2 separate regions of the Anas platyrhynchos genome follow, and region 2 is linked to region 1. A link is a contact called in public Hi-C data. All regions are on one chromosome and are shown on one strand. The core of a region is the stretch at or near the end of the contact, and the rest is flanking DNA. Distances in the headings are between cores, read along the strand shown.

Evidence for each region. Hi-C and Micro-C count contacts between places; a contact is called where the count stands out from the background.
Region 2: a contact with region 1 is called in a Hi-C map of skeletal muscle, with 3 times the contacts expected there. The contact joins the enhancer-like site here to the promoter of GP9 in region 1. A contact is called at or near these places in 2 of 8 Hi-C or Micro-C datasets (skeletal muscle and subcutaneous adipose tissue).

Annotation. Positions count from the first base shown.
Region 1 is chr13:18,369,645-18,372,397 of IASCAAS_PekinDuck_T2T, forward strand. It overlaps GP9 (glycoprotein IX platelet), which reads right to left and starts at 1,376. Exons shown (of 2, transcript XM_072044275.1): 1 at 1,232-1,376. All of the region lies in intron 2 of CFAP92 (cilia and flagella associated protein 92 (putative)), which reads left to right.
Region 2 is chr13:18,677,319-18,680,071 of IASCAAS_PekinDuck_T2T, forward strand. The region is part of intron 3 of IQSEC1 (IQ motif and Sec7 domain ArfGEF 1); the gene reads right to left. Among named protein-coding and RNA genes, the nearest start is that of ACAD9, 170 kb to the left of the region's middle. Within about 2 kb of position 1,428, at least 1 of the 8 cell types and tissues checked has an H3K27ac peak or open chromatin away from gene starts, as enhancers often do.

The DNA.
Region 1 (2,753 bases), core at 126-2,625:
TCACTCGGCTTTCACTGTAGTGTCATCCATTTTGCAGTTTAAAATCTCTAAAATTATTCCCCTCCTATATTTCCTACTATGTCTCTGCACCTAAAAATGCATACCAGGCCTTGGGACTGCACTGAAATTTTAAATACAAACTCCCTTGCTCAGATTGAGTAAGTCATGACTGTGGAACCATCTTTCTTTGATTTTAATACATAACATAATGAAAAAAAAAAACAACCAACCAACCAAACAAACAAAAACATTTCAATTCATTTGAATAAGTATATTAAGGCAAAAATGTCTGGCTATATCGTCCTGGGTACTACTCAGCAGGTACTGTAAAATGTGTTGAGTTTTTATATCACTACACCCGTAAAGAAGCCTCCTTTTATCTGAAGAAGGTGAATGCAGTTGTTGCAGTTGTATAATTTTTTTGTAGGCACATGTGAGAAGAACATTGAATATGATTTAAAATTAGACAGGACAAAGCCTTAGAAATAGTGGGCAGATATAACAGGCCTATTAACAACAACAAAATTACAGTTTTTTCATATATAAGGTGGTAAGGTAAATCCAGAGTTTAATTTACTTATTTAGAATGGAATTTTGAAAAAAAAAAATCAAATGATTGTTTTCAAGTGTACAGAGATTTTAGATTTTTTTTTTTTTTTTAAAAAAAAGGTTTTCTTATAAAAAAGTAAGCTGAGACTTTTTTCTCAAGGAAGTTTCATTTAATTAAGATTAAAATTGTGTGGGGAAAAATGGACTGATTTTCTTTTAAATTAATTTACTTCAATTTGATTACAAGGATTATGTAATTAGCTTCCTGAAGTTGGACATCTTTAAATTCTTATTCTAAACACTAAATTTCTATATTTTAAATGGGATTAATGCTACATAAAATTACAGACTTCATCCCAAAGTAGCTGAAATATTAATCTTAACAACCTCCCATGTCTTTGTTAGCAAGTAGTTGGTCTGAAGATCTTTGGCCTGAACCTAGGTACTTGTATAATAGTTTCCAAGAGATCTATTAGGGCTGTTCTTTTTAAAGAGACATTTTAAAAGGATAGACTGTGGGACTGACTGAAAAATTAGCGATATCTATATATAAAAAAATACCACTTCTGATTTAGCAGACAGGAGGGAAGAAATTCCAAATCAAATAAAATTAACAGCTGTGGCCAAAAGGCAGAAAGGAATTGGTGGTGAGAGTCAGGCCTGACCCCTGACTGCCACTTACCCCTCTTCTTCCCCTCTTGCTTCCCGTCCCTCTGCGCAGTGAAGTGCTGGAGCACACGGTGCAACAGAGCTGACTTTATGGAGTCAGTAAGGAAACAGCTTAAAGACAACGATCTTTTTCTTATGCATAATAGGAAACCATGCCCAGTGGAAGATGTGTCAAGTGGTTGACATGTGTCAGGGAATATAGCGCCTGAGGCATTTTTATATTTTCTGCAGACAAGAGGAAACGCTTTTCCGTCGTTTTTATTGCTAATATGCTTTTCCTATTACACCTGACAATTTAAAAGCCTAAAATAACTCACCTGAAATCTGACAAATTTCTTCCTCAGCTGTAGTAATCTCCATACAAATTTAAGAGTTAGCTTCAGATTCAACTTTGGGAACACACAAGCCTAACAAAGATACCAGGGAGCTAAAAATAGCCCATAAAATAGAGTTCTTGGTTGTGTTTTAGTCACAGCTACTTGTGTCTGATGAAGGATCTATGTGCATGGATCAATGGGTCAATTCGTATTTTGGTGTAGAAATGAATTCCCCAATAGTCAGGGAAGGTGCACGGGGAAGACTTGCCGTCATGGTTAGCAGAGCACAGCCTAGAGGATGGGGAACTCCTTGGCTCCCTGTATGCCCTTTCTCCCCAGTTAGGAGAGATGTGTCTAGCTCAAGAAAGGCCTAAGACCTTGCAAATTTCTTAGCTCTCATGTTGCTGGAGAATATCAGCAGCATGACATCTCAGAACGTAAGGCACTCAGCGTACGTTTGGGTGAAAGCCAGTAATTCAGGATGATACAAAACTATAATTTAGTTTTGACCTCTATTATTTCATACGTGAAAATTTGGTAGAGAATTGAAATACAGTTTTCCTTAGCTTTAGCTACAAGCATGAACACTAGAATTAATATTGCAGTTGACTTTCGGAAACCCAGTGTGCCGTGGATCTGATGTTTAATTCAGGACAGCTCTTGTTTAATATGTTGTTTTGGAGACAGGCCTTGAGCTGTGCTCTGCATTTTGAGGTGAGTTTCATATGTTGCAGATGCACTGTACAACCCTGCTTCTGAACTGCTGTTTCCTTATAACACGCTGTTCTTGAAGGCAGACTAATGTTTGACATTTAAGATTATTTGGATAGTAATTACTATTGTTTAATTCTTATTTATATTTAAAATGTTTTTCTTCCTTAAGTCCAAATCATTTACCAGTAGCCTGAAGTTTGTTAGGAGCATCCTTAAGAAAATGATTTGCTGTGTATCTCTGCTCTTTAGCACTTTAAAAGTTATTTTAAACACTGCTGTGAAGGCAAAAATACTTAAAACCCCTTTTGAATTTCATTTTTTTTCCCCTATAAGATGAGGAAAGTAATTTTTCTCTCGTTAAATGAGCAGTCCATCTGCCTGTCAGATGCTCAACAATTGGGCCTGTGAGTGGACTGCTAATAACGGGAAGATCCTTCTGTCTTAGGGATGGTTTCCTGCAAGTGTGGGTGGGATGTTTGTGGAATATCCAGTTTATCATTTGTC
Region 2 (2,753 bases), core at 178-2,677, 310 kb after region 1:
AGTCTCACTGCTCCCTTTGTTAGGGAAGGCCAACGTGGCTGACCATAACAGGCAGAAGGAAGGCAGCAAAAGGAGCACGGCAAAAGGAATGCCCTCCTGCAGAAGCAAAACTGGAAACCACAGTCCAGCCACTGCGTTAGTCACCAACCAAGCTACTGACAAAATCATCCCTTTGTATCCTGGGTTTTTATTTTCTATCAGTTCAGTCTAGGTAATTTGTAATGTTTTCCACCTTAGCCCCATGGATATCTGTGGGAACACGTGTAGCAGGGAGGGTAATACACAGGGTTGGGGACTTTTGTATGGAAAATTCCCGTGAGATAATTAAGCACCTCACACACAGTAGCCGACTTGATAATTGTATGCCAGTTTCAATGTGATCACGTTGTGCTCACTTTTCCTCATTAAAACTGATGGCATCTCACAAACACTGTATAATAGTCACTCTGGTGAGTGCTGACAGGACTCCCAGAAATCTAGCTTGCCACCAACATGCTTTAGCTGCACCGTGAGCCACAGCCACCTTATTAAATGTGTGAAGCACCACACGCTGCACCAGGTCGTGCATCTCCCTGCAATGCTGCAGTTCAGTACCGTACACTCAGCTCTTTCCCCTTCAGCCTGCTCCCCTGCGTAGCTCAGTGACCTACAACCCTGCAAAGTTACTTAACACAGAGCTTAACCAAAACCAGTAATGAAGTAACATTTGCAGTAGTTTTACCTTCCCACCTCTAGCTTCTGCTCAGCACATCATCTCAGCTTCCCTTTCATTAGCAGAGCCTGCCTTTGCCCAGAGATCTGCCAAATCATCAGGGAGAAGGCATTCCCTTAAACGTGCCCTGAGCTGAAGGGAGCAGGGACTTGCAGTCCAGCATTGGCTTTTGTTACGCAGCCAAACAACTGGCCCTGAAGGAGCAAGCTGCAGGAAGCTCTGCTTTGAATATCATGGATCAGAAACTAATGAGGATAGTAGTTTCCTCCCAGAAATCAGAAGGAATCTGGTGGATGGATAGCTCGAAACCCTGTCATAATGTCTTTTCGGGATGGTGCATCATTTATCAGACACACAGCTGTGTCCTGCATTAATTAGTGCAACACACGGGACCGGAGCGGCCGCCAAGAACCGAAGGCGGGCTGCTCTGACCGAATGCCTGCCCTGACCCCACACCCGCTTCGGAGCGCTGCCAGAGAGGGGCCCGGGCCCGGCTGCTCCAAGCCACTGCCTCCTCCTGCTGCTCTGAGAGGGCAAGGGGGAACAGCTTTACACCAAGAGAGAGGAGACTGGGATCAGGCGGTAGGAAAAAATTCTTCACTCTGAGGGCAGCGAGGCCCTGTCGCAGGCTGCCCCGAGGAGCTGTGGCTGCCCCATCCCTGGCAGTGCCCAAGACCAGGCTGGATGGGGCTGGGGGCAGCCTGGGCTGGTGGGAGGGGCCCTGCCCATGGCAGGGGTTTGGGCTGGGTGGGCTTTGGGGTCCCTTCCAACCCAAACCACTCTGTGACTGCTGAATCGCTCAGGCAGATTCTGCTGTCTGCAAATGGGAATGTACCAACAGCAGACGCCAGCAGGACACCTGCAGTGCTTCTGGTAACTACATTTCCATTTGGATTTCACTCAGAAACCTGTCTCATGGTAGCATGTCTGAACCGTGGATCGAAAGTAGAACAACCCAACTCCAGAGGCTTTGGCATAATTGCCTGGTAAGTAGGACAGAGCTATCAGTCTCTCCACTGATATTAGTCACCGGAACAGAATCCTACAGAAGTAGAAAATATGGTTCCATTAAATCTTTCTTTTGTATATGCAATTTCATAGTTTTACCGACATAACTGGTACCATTTACCTATGAAAACATAGTATTCAGAAGAAGGACTAAGAATATTAAATAAAACCATTGACATTCTCACATCTAAATGTACTGTTCTCATACACTGAGCTTTGGATATTTTAATGAACCATTTAGAGAAGAAAGTACTTAAATACATGTTTAATGCTGCTCCTAGAAATAGAAAGCTTTCCTCACTTGGGGCTTGAATGGCGTAGCACATTCCTGAGTGGAGCTCTGCTGGGTCCAGGGGTTTTGCACAGCTCCTGGCTGGGAAGCTCGCGTTCCCTGTGCTCAGAGGGCTGCTCGCTTTCCCAGGTCTCTGACAGTTAAGGCTGGATTACAAGTCTAAGCAGACAATGATTGTTTTTAGAAAACCAACTGACAGATACTTTTGTTGGATCACTTCCAGACAACGCATGGCTAAGAGACCAAAAGGTTTGCCCCAAAGAAAGAAATGAATCAGGAGAGGGGAAAAAAAAATCTTTAGGAGAACTCCGAACAAGCTTTTCTACTTGACATACTAGAGACTTAACTGAATTTAAACTGGGCTGTGTGCAAGCTACACGTGTGCTTCCTTCCATTTTTCCTCCTTCAGGATGCACCCATTTGCATCACATGTTTCTATCATAATTTAGAGAACCTTCAGCACAGAAGCATACCTAAACACTCATTATTATGATGTATTTTCCAAACCAAAATATAATCATGGTATTGCAAACAGATTTTAAATCTGTAAGAAAAATAATATCTAGGAAGGGAAGCCTTCTCAATGTCAACATAAAAGCCACAAGGAAATAGATTAAGAAGCTCAGCTAACTCTATTAATTTGGGATGACTGTGAAAAGGAAAAAGTCAATTTCTATAGAGGCAAAAAAAAAATAAATAGAATAAACCAGTTCATGCTTACAGACAAGACTGGGGCCTGCA